Regions from separate parts of the Rattus norvegicus genome. Here region 2 is linked to region 1. A link is a contact called in public Hi-C data. All regions are on one chromosome and are shown on one strand. The core of a region is the stretch at or near the end of the contact, and the rest is flanking DNA. Distances in the headings are between cores, read along the strand shown.

Evidence for each region. A called contact is a pair of places that touch in the nucleus more often than the background predicts.
Region 2: a Hi-C map of liver shows a contact between it and region 1, with 3 times the contacts expected there. The contact joins the enhancer-like site here to the promoter of Cyb5a in region 1. A contact is called at or near these places in 2 of 12 Hi-C or Micro-C datasets (both in liver).

The regions. Positions count from the first base shown.
Region 1 is chr18:80,486,564-80,489,579 of GRCr8, forward strand. Cyb5a (cytochrome b5 type A) reads left to right here and starts at 1,446. Exons shown (of 5, transcript NM_022245.2): 1 at 1,446-1,645. The coding sequence starts at 1,517.
Region 2 is chr18:80,541,809-80,544,824 of GRCr8, forward strand. The region is part of intron 1 of LOC134482966 (a long non-coding RNA gene); the gene reads right to left. Among named protein-coding and RNA genes, the nearest start is that of Timm21, 51 kb to the right of the region's middle. Within about 2 kb of position 1,538, at least 4 of the 93 cell types and tissues checked have an H3K27ac peak or open chromatin away from gene starts, as enhancers often do. A contact at or near this core is called in liver, where this site is marked.

The DNA of each region.
Region 1 (3,016 bases), core at 196-2,695:
AAGAGGAAGCAGGAGCAGGCAGATCTCTGGAGTACCAGGTCAGCCTGGTCTACAGAGTGAGTTCTAGGACAGCCAGGGCTACACAGAGAAACTGTTTCCATCCACCCCCTGAAATCCTCCATTGAACTTCTTGGAAATGGTCCTACATTATATTTTAGTTGGTTGGTGTAAAATAAAATATTCATATGTTGCATGTGAACTAAGCTGATTAGTATCCTAATACAAAGAATTTACCTTAGAAATATTTCTGAGTAACAATTACAATCGGAAAATGTTTCCTTGTGGTTAAAAAGAAAGAAACAATGAAAATAGTTTGGAATGCCTTGAGCAATGTTTATTTCCCCAAAAGCAGGTCCTCCTGGAGAGACTAAGGGAAAGGGAACTTATTTCTGTCCAAGTCCTACTGAGTTCAGGACCTTCCTGATTTTCTGGGAGGATCACTGATGTGGCTATCACTAATGTAATGGTTTTGGAGTTAATTACCATTGTTGAAAAGACCTAGAAGGGCTTTTAAAATAAGTAAATAAGTTTAGTTTTCTGTTTTTTAAAATAAGTAAATAAGTTCCCCCCACTCCTGTTTTAGACATGTGTAATTTATATATGGTATTGACTTCCTGTCAAAAGGGTAGGGGAGTGCCAGCTGGGGGAGGGACTCCAGCGCTGTGTCTAGTGCTGTTCCTTATTTAGGACTTAAATTTACAGTATGGTGAAGGATAAGAGAAAGTCTTTGCCATGTCAGGGTCTTGTGACACCGAAGTTATTTCAGGTTAAAGAAATCATTTGATGCTTCTAATTTTAATGTAGCAATTTCCTTTGCCTGTTAGATGAACCACCCCCATCCCCCTGCAGATGCCAGTGAAGCGAAATGCATGGGGCTCATTATTTGGGGCCACACATTTATTCCCAGACCTTAATCTGTGACATTTGTGTAAGAGGCTCTTTCCACTCATCTGTGGTTAAGGAAAACTACTCAGAAGGTTACTTTGGACCACTGCAATTTTCGTTCCAAGTTATTATCAGGATGTAGGGCCGCTTTGTTTAGGAAATACGCGAGTTAATGTGAAGTCGGGTCTAAAGGAAGAACCTAAGGTTAGGATGGAGTTTGCCCTGGCCCTAAAGCTTCCTCTTTAATTGGGTGCTCAGATCGCTGATCGCACCTCCCCAGCTACCAGTGACCCCACCCGCTGACTCCTGCGCAGACTCAGAAAAGCGCCTCTCCACCCAACGCGCAGGGTAAAAGTGAAGGGCTCCTCCTTTAGCCAATCAACACCGCTCTCTGAACTGGAGGGAAAATGATTGGATTAATGGAGGGCGTCGGCTGAAGGCGGGAGCACAATACTGGCCAATCCCCGGAGGCCATCAGGTCCATGCCCAGTTTGAGGCACCACCCCAGCCCGGTCCTTGGGCGCGCGTCCCGGTGGGGCTGGGAATGTCCCGGGCGGAGGCAGCTCAGACCTGATCATTGCACTACCCTGCAAGGCTGTGTTGCAGGGCCCGGAAGGCTCACTGTTCCGAAATGGCCGAGCAGTCAGACAAGGATGTGAAGTACTACACTCTGGAGGAGATTCAGAAGCACAAAGACAGCAAGAGCACCTGGGTGATCCTACATCATAAGGTGTACGATCTGACCAAGTTTCTCGAAGAGGTGAGCTGGGCACGAACGCTCCAGTGGGGCGCGGGGAAGGGTGGCCCCCGCTGTGAGTACCCCAGGCATGACCTGGGACCGAGGTCCGAAAATGCGTCATCTGAGTGCTCAAGTATTTGCGAACATTTAGGAGGGCCTTCCGCGTCTGCACACTTGTGTTCGCCTCTGAGCATGCTCACCTGCTTGTGCACACCTGTGTCTGTGCTCCTGCGTGTCTTAGGTTCGCACATCTGGGCATGCCTCTGGGAGGTCGGGAAGCACCGTTGCCGTGTGAGCTGTTTTTGTAGGCTCCGATGGGCGGAGTATTTGGGAGCCAAAGCTGAATCCTGAAAAGGTGCTCAGGAGTGTCCTGAATAAATGCTACCCACTTGCTGGGAGAGTGCACAACCGCGTAAGGATTTTGAAAGATTCTTTTTTCTTTTGTTCTTTCTTTTGTTCTCATATGAGGTTCTTTCCATGTGGAATAAAAAACTCCTCCATTTTCGAATGGACTTCTAATATTAGCCAGTTGGAGGACCTCTGGTCTTAAAAGCTAATTCCCCCAGAGGGTTCCCTAGGGTTAGAAGTACGCGAAGTTGGGGGGTACTTCCAGGGCTACTCTGATGTCCAGAGCCTCAAGTTCACTAGTGTCCTCTCAATGGTGAGAGGGAAGGTGAAGAAATGTCATTGAGAGCCTGAAGAAATGTCGACCTTAATGGAGTAGTGACTTGTGTAAGAGCCCCAGCACCAGGTGAGTGGCCCAAAGACTCCCTAGTATGTGTCTTGGGCATTTACTAGGGAAAAGAAGTAGGCAGCAGGGTACAGTCAGAAAAATGGAACTTCATCTTTAAGCTACTTTGGAAGTTGTAAAATGGCTCAAGTTAGAGGAAAACATTGCCTCTGGCAATGCTGGTCTCAAGATTGCAGTTTTTGCTGCTGAGCCCATGGGCTTGTAGTCCTTCTCTTTATTCCTTCCAGATGCACTGTTACTCATAGTCACAAGACCTCTACACTCCGCTTCCTCCCAGTAAATAAGAGTGCTTATTGATGGAGGTGATTTGCACCTTTGTTATTTATTGGTGGGCTGGGCAAAAGTAGAGGGTCAGTGTTAAATTGTAATTTACCTCAAGAGACGTTTGTTTTGCAGAGAATGTTAAACACAGAAAAAACTTGAAAGTTTGGAGTTGAAGTTTCATGGTAAAATACTTGACTGTTAATGGTAAAAATAGGGCTCCAATTTAATAAGGAGTGGTTTGAAGTGGGGACTCAGATCTGCCACCCTTCTGCTGAGGCCAGAGCAGCTTCTAAACTAACAGTCCTGTATTGTGAAGCTGAGGGCCAGGTGATTGCCTCTTCATGTGAAACCGTCCCTCTGTCTGCCCGCCCTCCTAC
Region 2 (3,016 bases), core at 288-2,787, 55 kb after region 1:
CTCTAATTGGAGCCTCCACTGAAGTACATGGTTATGAAATATTCCAGAGATCAAAGCTGTTGAGTGTTGACCTCTACAATATTTTTAGGATACTCTTCTGCCAGCCTCTTTGTTGAACCTCTCAGCTTAAGACACTGAGTGTCAAGGAGCCTTGTTGAGCCAATGGGCAAAAAGCAACCACACAGAGTCGAGATGTTAAGGTCAAAGGTCAGTTGAAGGCATTTGGTATTGATTGGTTTCCTGCTGTTTCTTACCACGGTGGTAGTTTCTTATTTAATTCTGCTTCCAGAACTTCCCTATAGACCTTTGGTAGAAGGATTAATCCCCTATGAATGTATAATCAGGTTCAGAAGGGTTCAGTTGTTGGCCAAGACCAGCTACCTCATTTCAGAAAAGCCAAGTGCCCTGCTGTCAGATATGCAGCAGGTGTTGCTGTCGGACTCCAGCGGCTCCAGGTCTTACATCTTGGCTCTTACTATTCTGCATCGTAGGTTGCGAGCATCACAGTGCCTGGTGTGCATCCTGCACTTATTTTCCAGTGCCAAAGAGCTTTATGCTGTTTATTAACAACCTTGACTCAAGCCCTCCTAACCTGGATAACAGGAAGTGAGCTCATACTTTCATCCTGCTCAGATCAGGGGCTGAACCCTGCTGTGCCACTTTCAAGGAGATTGCCCCCTCGAGCACAGATAGAAAGAGAGCTTGACAGTCTATCTTCATTTGGACCTGTGTGTGGGTGCATAAGTTACATTGAACCCATTTATGAAAGACAGTGTTAGTGGCAAATTATACCATGCTCCTAAGATCGTGAAGTCTTAACCCCTAGCATTTCATTGGGAGGAGGGTCACCGCATGTGCGATTAGTTAAGAGAAGGCCACTCTCGAACAGGGTAGGCCCTAATCCAATAAGATCAGTGCCTTTATACAAAAAAATAACCACTGAAGACTGATGCACAGACAAAACAGTCACTGGAGAGATGTGGCCACAAAGGCGCTGACACCAAGTGTTCACACCAATATTAGCAGCTGGGAGAAGAGAGAGACCTTTCCCTCAAGCTTCAGAGGGACCAGGGACAGACTTCCAGCCTGCAGAACTGAAATAAAACAATCTGTTTGCCTTGTGTTAATCAGTTTAAAGAAGTAACTTCAGGAAAGATGATGTGTGTCCGCTCAGGAGCGGTCAGATCATGAAGGACTGAATTGTTTTCATCTTACGGTGTGATTCTTACTGCCTCATTGGCCTCTTCGTTCCTGTGGATTTTAGTTCTATCCCACATTCAGAGGTGGGGGAAAGATTAAGATTAAGATAAATTAAACCAAAATTATCACTGTAAAGCAAGCGATTTTCAGGAATGCTGCTTTGTTGTTTGGCTTTCAAAGACTATAAAAGGAGCTGAGGATTTTTCCATGACTGAGGCTAATGAAAATGTGGGTACTCTCTGGTCCCCAAAGCACAGTTCATTAAAGGTAATGCCACAGGGGCAGACACTGAAATCCCATGGAAACACTCTGTAACCAGCTTCTACAAGTTTGAAAAACAAGTCTTTGGTTTTCCAAAAACAAATAGTAACTCATTGGTTGGTTGTTGCCCAGCCTACTTCCTCCCCAGGGAAGTGAGTTCATGTCAAAGTCCAGCAGGACTTTGCTGGATTAGAAGTACAGTCTGTCTGCCTTTCTCTCTTTCCTTCTCACTTTCCTTTGCACTTCTGTGCCCTTTCTCTTACAATCTTATACTGACTGCTGAATCACTTTGGCCTTTGCCACTCACTGAGCCAATGGTTGGATACTTTACCTTTTGTTAACCGGTCCTCACTTGGTACAAGCAGAGTAACACAATGTGGCAAGTCCTATAACCTAGAACCTAGGTTCTTCAACAAGCAAAGGATATTAAAAGAAAAGAAACAAATGTTGCACTTGGGTGGAGGAGAGAGTGGAAATTCTGAATCTGAAGCCAGCCTGGTCTACAGAGCAAGTTCCAGAAAAACACAGAGAAACCCTGACTCAGAAAAAAAACAAAACCAAAACAACAACAACAACCACAACAACAGTAACACCAACAACAAAAGCCCGAAGCACATTACATAAGTTGTGTTTCTTTACACCTTCACTTAGGCAAAATATAAAAACATATTTGTAAGACATCTGGAGAAAATTAAGCACAGACTGGATTCTATTGGATGATTATATCATTAGGTAAAATTTGTTGGATATGATTGGTAACTTGTTTGATATGATTGAATTATAAAGTATGTTTATGATTTGCTTTAAAATGTTTTTTGCTCAGAGTGTTGGTGAACAAGGGCATTGATGAAATATCAGTTATGGTCACAGGAGGTTCTTCCATGTTTTTGCATGTTTGAAAAGTTTAACAATGAATGTTTGTGTGTGCATGTGTGTATGTACATGCATGGGTATGTATGTGGTGGCATCGGTGTGCGTGTGCTCAGGTGTGTGTGTGTGTGTGTGTGTGTGTGTGTGTGTGTGTGTGTGTGTAGGTTGCATGTGGAGGCCAGAGGTCAATCTTGGGAATTGTTCCTCAGGTACCGTTCACCTTGTTTTTTCTCTTTATTTTTTGAGACAGGGCCTCTCTGTATATCCCTGTCAGGTCTGGAACTCACTATGTGACCAGACAGACCTGAAACTCACATCTTGCATCTTCTTTTTGAGACAGGGTCTGACAATGTCTGGAACTTATCAAGTAGCCTAGGCTGGATGACCAGTGAACTCCCAGAGATCCATCTCAGCATTGAAATCACAATTGTGCACATCCATTCCTCAACCCTCTCTTTACCAAGAGCCCTGTGATCAAACTCTCAGGCCATCATGCTTTTAAGAAGGCACGTTTCTGACCTAGCCACACTCCAGGTCCACCAAAACATTTTTGCTTATTTGTTTTGCATTCAAATAAGCAAATGGGCTTGAACTCTTTGGTACCAGCATTACAATAGAGTCACCCTTGAGGAGGTGCCCAGGCTGTGGAGCTTTGTAGGGTGTCACACAAAGACAGGAAAGTGTT